2 separate regions of the Pan troglodytes genome follow, and region 2 is linked to region 1. The links are chromatin contacts, called in public capture Hi-C maps. All regions are on one chromosome and are shown on one strand. Each heading gives the region's core, a stretch centred on a gene start, on an enhancer-like site or on the middle of the called end of the contact. The rest is flanking DNA. Distances are from core to core; before and after follow the strand shown. Region 1 overlaps BACH2 (BTB domain and CNC homolog 2). Region 2 has its middle 110 kb from the start of MAP3K7.

Region 1 (6,204 bases), core at 2,620-5,119:
GTATTTCTAGTTCTAGATCCCTGAGGAATCGCCACACTGACTTCCACAATGGTTGAACTAGTTTACAGTCCCACCAACAGTGTAAAAGTGTTCCTATTTCTTGAAGAAGCTTCTAAAGGTCCAAGTGGAGACCCTGGTCATAGAACTGGTAGGTTTGGTAGGTTGCTCCACAATTATCATGGAAATCAACAAACAGGTCCTGGGAGGAAAGTCAACTTTCCCCTGCCTTTTCCCCGTTTCTGACCATGGCTGTATGCAGCATCATCTCACATTATACTAGCTCATCTATTTTTCCAATCACCTTTATTTTTTATATTTTCTTATTTTTTTATTTTCATTCTTTAGAGATGGGGTCTCAGTGTTGCCCAGGCTGGTCGTGAACTCTTGGGCTCAAACGATCCCCTTCCCTCAGCCTGCTGAGTGGTTGGGATTACAGGCCCAAGCCAACACGCCCAGCCATCTTTGTTTTTGTTGTTGTTGTAGTCGTTGTTGTTTTGAGATGGAATTTCGCTCTTGTTGCCCAGGCTGGAGTGCAGTGGCACAATCTCAGCTCACTGCAACCTCTGCCTTCCGGTTTCAAGCGATTCTCCTGCCTCAGACTCCCGAGTAGCTGAGATTACAGGTGCCCGCCACCATGCCCAGCTAATTTTTTTGTATTTTTAATAGAGACGGGTTTCACCATGTTAGCCAGGCTGGTCTCGAACTCCTGACCTCGTGATCTGCCCACCTCACCCTGCCAAGGTGCTGGGATTACAGGCTTGAGCCACTGCACCCAGCCCGTCGTTTTTTTTAAAGACCCTTTACATCCTGTGAGAACTTTCACCTCTTTCTCATTGCCAGATCAGAATGACTTACTGGGAAAGTGTGCTGTTTTTAAAAATCCTACATTAGGCAGAAACTGAAACAACAGACTGACATCAAAGGTGTCCATTTAAAGAAAGCCCCAGGCTACAGAATTCTGAGCCCTATCCTCCTCCAAAATTTCTGACTCTGAAACCTAAACTGCCTTGGGTCTGCCTGGGAACCTGTACATAATTCCTATTACACACTGTAAAGCATCCCAAACAGCTTCCAAAGATACCTTGTTTTCGTCAATGGGGTATCCAGGTTGTGGCTTTGGTTAGTTAGAAGCAACATGATGCTTTTTTTAGTCATTCTCAGTCTTGAATTGGCCTATACTCTCAGACTTCGCCAACTCTTCCTCCTAATGGCCTCTCTCATCTGTCTATATTTCCCTTCCCAACACCACTGCCTGTATCCCGGCCACAGTGGTGCTTTCCTGGACTTCTGTGACTGGCTTGCCGCCCGTCTGGCTTGTTCCCCAAATGCAACCAAAGGAGTCTCCCTCATACTCTCCTGCGCAACAGACTCCAGTGAGGCCCCTGGGCCAGCCTCGGCGGCGGACACGGAAGGACCTTCCCAGCCCGTCCCCTTGCTCCCTTCTCCAGTTTCACCTGTGCCCTTGCCCCAGCTGCTGCTCCTGCCACACCACACTGCATGCTATGTTCTCTCTTAGGTCTTTGCACATTTCATTTCTTCCATCTGGAACACCAGCTCCCACCCAAAACCTAACTAATCCTCCCTCAGGCTGCAGCTCATTTGTCACCTCCTCAGTTAGATGCCCTTCCGCCAGCAGCTGTACTTCCCCTGTGACATGGTTTGGCTGTGTCCCCACCCACATCTCATCTTGAATTTTAGCTCCCATAATTCCCATGTGTTGTGGGAGGGACCCGGTGGGAGATAAACTGAATCACGGGGGCGGTTTCCCCCATACTGTTCTCCTGGTAGTGAATAAGTCTCATGAGATCTGATGGTTTTATAAGGGGTTTCCCTGTTCGCTTGGCTCTCATTCTCTCTTTGCCAGCGGCCATGTAAGATGTCCCTTTGCTCTTCCTTCATCTTCCACCATGACTGAGGCCTCCCCAGCCATGTGGAACTGTGAGTCCCTTAAACCTCTTTTTCTTTATAAATTACCCAGTCTCAGGTATGTCTTTATCAGCAGCATGAAAATGGACTTATACACCCTGTAAGTAAGAACCGTACTGACAGTTCTTATCATGGCTGTGTTGTGATTACCTGTTGACTTGTCTCTGTCCCAACAGCCTAGAACCTCTCAGACCAAGTACCGTTTCCTTCATATTCATTGTTTTATGCCCCCAGCACCTAAGACACAATAGAACCACGCAAAGTGGTCAGTATGCATTCGTTAAAGGGATAAGGTGATTTGTATCTTATATTGAAAAGGTGCCCACCAGTGACATCCCATATTGTGAATTCCTGTGGAGGAGAATGCCTGGTGTCATTACCTTGTTCTCAGCCTATAAACTTAATCCAGCTAAGTGCTGTAGTGTCACTGAAACTCACTGATCTGTGCCTGGGGCTGCATGCTTGTCATCTGACGCAGTTGTTCCCATGTTACTGTGTGGCAAAGGTGAACTGAAACACCTAGGGGAAGGCAGCTAGCTGTGGAGTGTTAATAATTGCTGACAGATTTGGCAGTTCATAAAGAAATGATATCATTCAGGACAAACTAATAAATAAAATAGCCTTTATTCTGCATTAAATATAAGTTGCTAAAAATGTATTCTATGTGATGAGCAAACCATAAATTCCAAATTCCCTTTTTATTGCACCTAAAAAATACACCGTTAAGATCCCGCATATATTTTTTGAGGCATTTGCTTCTCTTTGCCTCGCTCTCTTTCTGTGACTTTCCCTGCGACCCAGATATAGAAATATCTTGTGTTCTTGTGCTCCCTCTCCTGGTCTTTTCTGTCTTTCAGCCAGAGCATATTCCTAGAATTGTGCACCACCCAGGTGGGGGCCTGGGCATATGAACAAAGAAGCCAGCCAGCTCGGCAGTGCTTGTTGTAAGATCTGGGGGGGCCAGAAACAAATTTCCTTCTTCATTGTTTGCAGTCCAGCTTGACTAAGTGAAAAAGGGCCGTACAAGTGCAGAAAAGAAACATGCCTGGTATCCTTTCTGAGAAATAAAATGTTCTTTAGAAAAACACACATACACACAAACATTATAATAAAAAACACCTGATACTATGTTTTTTTGAAGCTGTGCCTCCCCGGAGATATACAAATGCATGTATAAATGTGCCCAATCTGTTCTGTTAATAGTGCTAATTACCTGATTATCTGGTCAGGTACAGTAATAAACCCCTTTGACATTCTGTTCCTTCCATATGCTAGATAAAGTGTTCTAATATCTGGTCTGTGACTGTATGCTCTGCCCGCCAAGAGTCAGGAGGTGGAAAGATGATCAAAGCCTGTCGGCGGCACTTCACTTCGGGGCACAGAACTGGGAACAGGGCACTGCCAGGCCCTACCTTGAGGTGGCAGGACAGCACTGTCCTTACTCCTCACGAGGGTGGCCTGTACTTCACAGGGCCTCTGTTGCCCTTCACGTCCTCCGAACTCTGACCCTGCCCACCTTCTTTCTCCTGTTGGAGTTGCTTTTAGACACTTTATAATTTCACCTATTTATCTAACATTCTTCTTTTTTCCCCATTTGACTTTCTGAAATGCCTTCTTTGCTAACTCTGTGGTCTTTCCTACTTTAGTGTAGAAGAGGATTTTTATTTTTTCCAACCCGATCTAAAAGACAGTCATCCCCCAACCCCCACCATCTAAAATTCTCTTACTCTAACTTAGCAGGTTAAGGATGAACCAGTTTTGCTCACTCAACTCACCCAGCCTTCATTTCCAAGCCAGCTTGCAGGCTTTTCTCACCATCCTGCAGTTCCAGCAGGACTGGTATATGTGTCCTCTTCCATCTGTTTTGCTCCATGGTTTTCCGAGCACTGTCAGCCTCTTCCCAACAGATCGTTTCTCTTCCTGTCATGTCATTCCCTTTTATGAGCCCCGTTTGAAGTTTCATTTAGGTGGGGTGGAGGGCACTGGTTTCTCAGGTAGAGAAGGGTGTTAATCCCAGGTGCATATGGCAGAGCCTTTCCTAGAAAGCATGAGGCTGCCAAGGTCAGGGTCACAATATTTGAAGGACAAAGGCTGACTCCTGTTGGTGCTGTGCGCTCTGTCCCCCACCTGCTCCCATCCAAGCATAGTGGTAGAGTGGTGGCAGCCCACATCCGTCCCTTGTCTCTCATCTTCTGTTGCACCAGGAGTCTCAACAATGGATAGGTCAGCATCAATTATTCTATTTGATATACCAGTCATACATTGTGAGTTCCTCCGGGAATTCTTACCTTCTTAAGACTACATTTTTGCTGGGCACGGTGGCTCACACTTGTAATCCCAGCACTTTGGGAGGCCGAGATGGGCGGATCACCTCAGGTCAGGAGTTCAAGATCAGCTGACCAACATGGAGAAACCCCATCTCTACTGAAAATACAAAAAAATTAGCTGGGCGTGGTGACACATTCCTGTTATCCCAGCTACTCGGGAGGCTGAGGCAGGAGAATCACTTGAACCCAGGAGGAGGAGGTTGCAGTGAGCCAAGATCACACCATTGCACTCCAGCCTGGGCAACAAGAGTGAAACTCAGTCTCAAAAAAAACAAAAAGACTACATTTTTAAGACACATTCTTTTTTTATTATTTTTCGAGACAGAGTCTCATTCTGTCACCCAGGCTGGAGTGCAATGGCACAATCTCAGCTTACTGCAACCTCTGCCTCCCAGGTTCAAGCAGTCTTCCTGCCTCAGCCTCCCAAGTAGCTGGGAATACAGGCATACGCCACCACACCCAGCTAATGTTTGTATTTCTAGTAGAGATGGGATTACACCATGTTGGTCAGGCTGGTCTGGAATTCCTGACCTCAAGTGATTGGCCAGCCTCAGCCTCCCAAAGTGCTGGGATTATAGGCGTGAACCACTGTGCCCAGCCCAAGACAGATTTTTAAAACTACATTTTTTGCTTCTTCCAAGTTCACTTCAGCATCCAGCACAGTGAATGCTCAAGTAAATTTTTTGCATTGATTATTTAGTAACATTTATGCAAAATGCCTCATATGTACACAAAATACTTATGGCTTTAGCCCTTCTGTGATCTAATGATGTTTTATCAATTTAACTTTTCTTAAATACTGTCATCCAACTAGCATGAAAACATGGCCTTTTGTTAATTCTTTCTAAACATGTAATGTTATTGCCTTCTTAAAAAAATACACTTTCATCACAATGCAGATTTTTAACAGATTTTATTAGAATTTATGCAGAGGACATGTAAGAAGTGTAAGACTTGGTCCTTGACTTTGAGGAATTTCTAATCAAGACAGGTCCAGTGGAATATTCAGATAACAATGCAAAACAGCCCTCCTGTGATTAAATGCCCAAACTGATGGTCTGTAAGCAAGTGCTTATTGTCCAGGTCATAGAAGGGAGGGTCCAGTTTAATTGCCACCTCCTTTGCCAGGGTTTCCCCTGGCCCTTTCATTCCACATTGGTGGATACCATCTTCCCTCTCCTCCGCAGTTTTCATATGTTGGAATTTTACAGTTGGAATTGGTGAAGTAGAGTCAGCAGTGCATCTAGGCAGTGGTCATGGCTTGGGCAAATGCTAGTAAGTCAAAGAAAAGGCTAGGAGTCAGGATCAAGAGGATAACTGGAGATGAGACTGAAAAGGGAGTAGATTTGGGGGAAATTTGGAAGGCCGGGCAGAAGAGAATCAGGTTTGCTTTCTAAACCAGGGAGTTGCTGCTTGAAACATAGTCCATGTCAGAAGCATTAACTCAGAGACTCTCCAGCCTCCCTTTGATTGACTATCCAGAGAGATCATGGAGGGGCAGGAGAGAGGAGAGATGGCATCAACAGAGAGGAGAGTTCATGAGCACAGAAGTGGGATATAAAAGCAGTATTAGTTTTCCCTTTTGCTTTGAGTCTCTGTATTTTTACCACAATGGTGCCTCTACCTAGAGATTCTTAAGCCCTGGCCTCCCACGCTTGTTAAAGAAAGAAATGACGATGCCATCCAGACACCTGCTAGCTTAGTTGAGGTTTTCAAAGCTACGCTTCTCTGGGAAGGTGCCATTAAACTACTGTGGATGAGCTCTATGAATCCTCCCTGCCATGAACCAGACATTTCTTGCTCTAATAGTGCAAGGAAACTGGAGGGCTTGTTTTTCCTTAAGGTTTCTTAGGTTTCTGATTTGCAACCTCAGTGACTAAAATTCCATCCAAATACTGGAACACCCAGGATGCTGTAGGTGCTTTAACTCACATCCTTAAAGGTATACTCA
Region 2 (6,204 bases), core at 1,369-3,868, 520 kb before region 1:
CCACTCTGCTCCTCACTGATGTGCTCTCAGTCTCCTCATCTGTAAAATGGAGACAATCAAATCACACCTGTGCTGCCCACCTCAGGATCATTGCTGCGAGGACCGAGCAAGATGACGCGTGTGAAAGAGGGGCAAAACTGCCAAGTCCTCCACACATAGAAGTCATGCTGACTCTGCAGACGTCTCGCCATTCTATTCTAATTTGGGAGCTAATTCTTTATTAAAATTTTATTTTTATACCCTCCGTGTTTCCTCTAAATGCCTCAGATCCTCTGAGGAACCAGCTGGCATTTACTTCCATGTATACCTCCATGAAAATTTACATGGAACTTAAATGAAAAATTACATGCATATATCATTCATATGTAGATATACGTATGTATACACACACATAATTTTTACATACACATGAAATTTCTTCTCTGTACTAAATTTAAAGGGCTACTTGTTAAAGCGGGTGAGACATTTGTACAATCAGTTTAAAAGATTTTTATTTAAAAACGGAAATTGCCCAAAGCAGACAACTGGAAATCATTCCTCACTGCAACTCAGATGGAGGAAGCCATCTAATTCTTGGGAATTTAGACACTCCTCTAGTAACGTAGCACAAAAATGGGCCTGGCTCAATCTGCTCTTCACATTTTGGTAATTTAAAAGGATATAACGGAATTTTATTTTAATGGTAATTGCAAACTCATGCAGAAAATGTAAATGCACATTTCATGATTAGCTTGCAGCATAAACTATGGCTTCTATTAATGTATTCCAATTTGTAATTCTTTTCACAGTATGAGATTTGAAAGCTGTGATTAAAATTAATTAGGTTAAGTAAAGTTTATCCCCCCTGAGCACTGCTATTGGGAACAAGCAAGAGGAAAACGCGAGCTACATCTGGCTCTGCAGGAAGCTGTGTCTTCACAAGAAGTCGGCTGACTTCTTTTCTCCCCACAGAGGTTGCATGCTGCTTATTTGGCATATCTCAACCACCATGTATCTCCTCAAGGAGCTAATTGAACCATTAAACTATTCTTTGCTGGCTCACAAAACCACATAGGCTGTGACTACATCATCTTCAAATAAGGACAGTAGGTGGATCCATCAATTGTTTAAATACAGTAAATCTGGAAGGGAAAAACACATACACCTAGTAAACCTGAGGTAGTGGTGGTTACCCCAAATCCAGTACCGTAATTGCTATAGAAGAGGTGCCAAATGAGGAAACAATCGTAAAGACAGTAACTAACACCAGTACAGGCCTCTCTGCTTTACACATAACTGTCTCAAACATTACCTCACTGGATCGCCTTAGCAATCCTGACAAGTTCTTATTATATAGTCCCATTTTACAGATGAAGGTGCTGATGTTAAGTGAGGAGCCCAGAATCAAAGGTCTACTTGGAGAGTAGACCAAGGTCTTTGGAGTTCCTGTCCTATGCTCCTTTGCGCTCACACACCACACTGGAGAAGTTTAAAATTCCCTAACAGTAGGTTTACAGACTATTGACCCTTAGGATCTTGAACCTATCACTTCAACACAACACCCAAATTTTGTGTATCAAGAGCTTGGCACATTTTGGGGTAGAGCTGGTGTAACTGTTGCTATGTCAAGGAGAAAAGCACCCACAGAGAACAGGCCCATGTAAGCATTGTTTGATATTCTTGGGGCAGTTGATTCAAGGGAAAAACCCACATTCCGAAACCAAAGGGTCTCCATAGATAAAGACTACTTCCCTGAAATTCAGAAATTAAAAAGAAATGCAAAGAACGTGTGCTTAGAAGCCAGAGAACATGGGGCCAGGGAAGCAGCATGTTAGAAAGAGGAGAACAAGTGGCTCCACATTTCAACCTCCCAGCCATTTACTGAGAGGTACACTTGGGGAATTAACTTCCATTTTTTTCCTAGAGAAAACAGAAGGTTTAAGCCACTTCCTCCAAGTTATATTGGGAGTTGTCACTCAAAGGAGCCTTCGAACTCCTAGGCTGGCGCTCTTCACTCTATTTTGACTCTCACACAAACTTTTCAGTGCTTTGTGGGGGGAATGATGAAATTAAATTAGGAAATTAGCATGCCAAGTGTTCAATAAAATATTCATCTTACTAAATTTTCATGAGGAAGATGCTAGTGCTTAGTGATTGACTGCACAGCTCGGACTACGGGATCCAGGACCCTTCCCAAAGCGAGCCTTACTTTTTTAAACCACTAGATGGCAGTACAAGCACAGCCTTCCAAGGACCCCTTAACGTTGCCTGCTCACAGCAGTGACGGGAGAGTTTTCCTACCCAGGCAGGGTGAGTCACCGCACAGCTCCAGTGTGTGGTGTCACTGTCAGTGTGTTTGGTAATCTGGAGTTTTCTCTGTGCTCTCCAGCCTCACCAGAGGCTGTGTAGTTTTGCTGGGGAGATACCTACTATGGGATCTTGAATATAGTCAATGAGAGGAGAGCTTAACTGGACTCCCCACTGTTTAAATACCAAGTCATTTCCATCCTTATGAATAAGCAGGGCCACTCGATCCAGAAGGCGACTCTCCAGATCTCCTCAACTACAGAAGCAACTCCCCAGGCTGCAAACACTCTAATCCCTTCCGCGTTGTGACCACCTGTAGAGTACGAGCTGTTAAAACGAAACCAGAGACTCAGAGGTAGGGATTTACTGGCAGCAAATTTCTTCCAAAACATGATGTTTAGCACGCATCTCAAAGCATCTTTTAGGATCATCCAGCCTGCTTGCCTCTAGAAAGGAGCACCCTGCACCAATGTTATTAATATTAGTTAATGCACATTGAACACACAGTTAAGTGCTACATTATATACTTTATGTAGATTACCTCATTTAATCTCACAATGGCTATGAGAGGTAGGTGTTACGAATGGCCCTATTTTCAAACAAGAAGGCTGAATATTAGAAAGGTGAAGTGACTTGCCCAAGCCCCAGAATTTGAAATCTGGGCTTTCTAATTGAAAGTTAGAATTTGACTCGTGATATTAGTGTTTAGCACATTGTTTAACAGGGCATAGCATCTCACTTCTCCCATCTCTGCCACAGAAGGTTGCACACCCATGTTCTGGTTCAGAATTCTTTGGTGAGGTCAAGCAAGATGGCAGTAGGGAGAGCCTGAGCTGACCCTCCCCACCAGCCTGGGACCTGAATGCAGTTCCTACAGGCCTGGTTCAGTGGAGGTTCAGCTCAACAGCCCCATCCCTAGGGCCAAGGAGGCTTAGCAATCATCAGTTTTGTTCCTGACAAACAGAAGGCTGAGATGGCCCAGATGAAGCGGAGGGAGCGGTGGCTCAGCAACACACCCAGTACATATGCAGCGATTGCTGTGTGCTTGCCTCATCTTAGTGAGTGTCCTAGTCCATTTCGGCTGCTATAACAAAATACCTGAGACTGGGTAATTTATAAAGAAAAGGAATTTATTTCTCCCAGTTCTGGAGGTTGGGAAGTCCAAGATCAAGGTGCTGGCAGGTTCAGTGTCTGATGAAGGCTCATTCCTTCCTCATAGATGAGGCCATCTAGGTGTTGTCACCTGGTGGAAGAGCAACAGAGGAGTCTAAGCTGGCTCCTTCCAACCCTCTTATAAGGCACTAAACCCTTCATGAGGGTGGAGCTCTCACTACTTAACCACTTCCCAAAGGCCCCATCTCTTAAGACAATGCAGTGCAGATTGTTTCAACACATGAATTTGGGGGACATTCAGACCATAGCATGAGTTTTATCAAATGCCAACCCCTGTTTCTTCTTTGTGCCTCTGGACTGAAACTTTACTTAGCTCTTAGATTCATTTTGAAGATAACATAGTGCAAGATCGATTATCTTAATTTCACTCATGGAAACACAACCTGGAATTATAAATCTTCCTCTAGGTTTATTTCCCAAATGCTTGTTCATGATGATTCTTTCACTGGTCTGCATCAAAATGGGCACAAAAGAACAATGTGGTAAGTTTTTCATAAAGCTACTTTGAGATTTACAAGATAATTTCTTGTTTTGAGATTCTGTCCTTCCTATTTCTTCATGACTAAAATGTTTCTCTTAGGGAGGAGTGGAAGTTGATTTATATCTAATGATGTCCCCTGGCAAAATAAAAACTTGGCAAGCCAGTGGCTCTCTCCTGTTTTCTTTTTCTTTTTCTTTTTTTTAAGGCAGGGTGTCATTTTGTTGCCCAAGCTGGAATGCCCAGAGTCTCGTTTTGTTGCCCACACAGTGTGATCACGGCTCACTGCAGCCACAACCTCCAGGCTCAATCAATCCTCCCACCTCAGCCTCCCAAGAAGCTGGGCCCACAGGTGTGTGCCACCACACCTGGCTAATTTTTTCTTTTTTGTAGAGATGGGGTCTCACTATGACTGGTCTCAAATTGTACTCAAGCAATTATTCCACTTTAACCTCCCAAAGTGCTGGTATTACAGGCACTGGGCCTTCTTTTCCTTTTTAAAAAATTTTACAGATCAGAATCTGGGAATCGCAGCTCTGGGCAGTATTCAAACTTCGTTCACCTGAGCACCTAAGAGGTGTTTTATATACTGTCATCTAGTGGTCATCCTAGCTCACCCTCGCCAACTCTTCCCTTTGAGAACACAAATGGTAGGACTATGGAGCCCCGATGTGTGTGTGTGTGTGTGTGTGTGTGTATACATTAAGATGCCGACAGCAGAGATGTGTTAGCGTAAAAAAATGCAGGTTTTGAAGATTGCATATAAATATTCAGAGTGAACAAACCTCCGGCACCAAACTCATGTGGGCCGAATTGAAAGCAGGTGCGTGGGATTAGCACTCTATTTTTTCCAACACACCTAGAGGGCAGTAGCACAGAGACATTCATGCTCAGGAGTGTTATCAGCTAATAGGACATGAAAAGTTCTAGAGGAAAAGCCTTCAAAACTGCAACCAAATGTGTTCACAATTGAACAACAGAAAATACCCCTTCAAACGCTCAGAAGACCCGTCAACCTTTCAAAAATGGGTAAGTATATATTTCTTCAAGAGCCTGGCGCCCTAGAGGCAGGAGGTGGTTGGTGCGGGTTTGCAAGTGTCAGGCAGTCCTTGCCTTTTGAGTATCCTCCATGTACACATGGCCTGTCCACTAGTGCTCCCACGTCCACCTCTGTCCTGCCCTCCATGACTGCTGCAGTCTCGGCAGCTGTCTCCCCTCGGTCTCCCATTGACATCCTCCTCCAGCCAGCCGCTCCCCATCCAGACAAAGGGGACTCCGTTTCTCACTGTTAACTTTTTTATTTTTTTAGGTGGAGTCTCGTTCTGTCGCCCAGGCTGGTGTGCAGTGGTGTGATCTCAGCTCACTGCAACCTCTGCCTCCCAGCTTCAAGCAATTCTCCTGCCTCAGCCTCCCGAGTAGCTGGGATTACAGGCACCTGCCACCACGCCCAGCTAATTTTTGTATTTTTAGTAAAGATAGGGTTTTGCCCTGTTGGCCAGGCTTGTCTTGAACTCCTGGCCTCAAGTGATCCAACCACCTCGGCTTCCCAAAGCGCTGGGATTACAGGCATGAGCCACCACCCCCAGCCCATTTCTGACTGTTTAATAACGGAGAGATTAAAAAGGAAAGAAGAAAAGCAGAGAGATGGCAAAAAGCCCCAAGGCTGGGGTATACAGGAAACTGGTGGTGGGCTCTTTAGAAGGCCTGCATGTGGACAGCCCTTCTGAAACCCAGAAGACCACATATAAAAGGAATTTCAACCATATGATGTTCTGTAATTCACCTGAGTCATCTTCAATTGAAACACAGAGAAGCAGTTTTTGGACCTTGGTGCACAAGCAGGCAGCATATAACTTGCTAGCAGTTATGTTCTGAAATGCCAAGTGTATTGCTACTATTTGAAATTTGAAACACATTTACACTTAAAACCAGTGAATGACAGTGCTTAGGTTCCCAGGCTAGCTCAGGAAATCCCTTTAAGCTTTTCTGTATTTCTGAACTTTGGTTCTGACCTCCTTCGAGCCACCTGACCTTTCCGTATGCTGGGCAGAGGGTGGGGATGAGGAGGTTCTGCAGAAACTTAATTGTTAATTCTTTTAATGATTCTCCAGTACAGACCCTTAGCACATCAGAAAAAAAAAGCTAGAAGTAAATAAATCTAAATATCATTAATCACATTTGCCAAGGGGATGTGTTCAAAGAATTCTTAGAGAAGGCAGCAGCCAACCGATAAAGAAAGAAATTCCAAGAGTGCAAACAGAATTGTT

What was found. Capture Hi-C pulls out chosen DNA fragments and counts their contacts.
Region 2: a contact with region 1 is called in a capture Hi-C map of stem cell-derived neural stem cells, with 7 times the contacts expected there. The contact joins two enhancer-like sites. A contact is called at or near these places in 1 of 7 Hi-C or Micro-C datasets (stem cell-derived neural progenitor cells) and 1 of 1 other capture datasets (stem cell-derived neural stem cells).

What each region holds. Positions count from the first base shown.
Region 1 is chr5:101,965,711-101,971,914 of NHGRI_mPanTro3-v2.0_pri, reverse strand. The region is part of intron 4 of BACH2 (BTB domain and CNC homolog 2); the gene reads left to right. Among named protein-coding and RNA genes, the nearest start is that of GJA10, 82 kb to the right of the region's middle. Within about 2 kb of position 3,869, at least 6 of the 24 cell types and tissues checked have an H3K27ac peak or open chromatin away from gene starts, as enhancers often do. A contact at or near this core is called in stem cell-derived neural stem cells, where this site is marked.
Region 2 is chr5:102,480,410-102,486,613 of NHGRI_mPanTro3-v2.0_pri, reverse strand. No RefSeq gene overlaps it. Among named protein-coding and RNA genes, the nearest start is that of MAP3K7, 110 kb to the left of the region's middle. Within about 2 kb of position 2,618, at least 19 of the 24 cell types and tissues checked have an H3K27ac peak or open chromatin away from gene starts, as enhancers often do. A contact at or near this core is called in stem cell-derived neural stem cells, where this site is marked.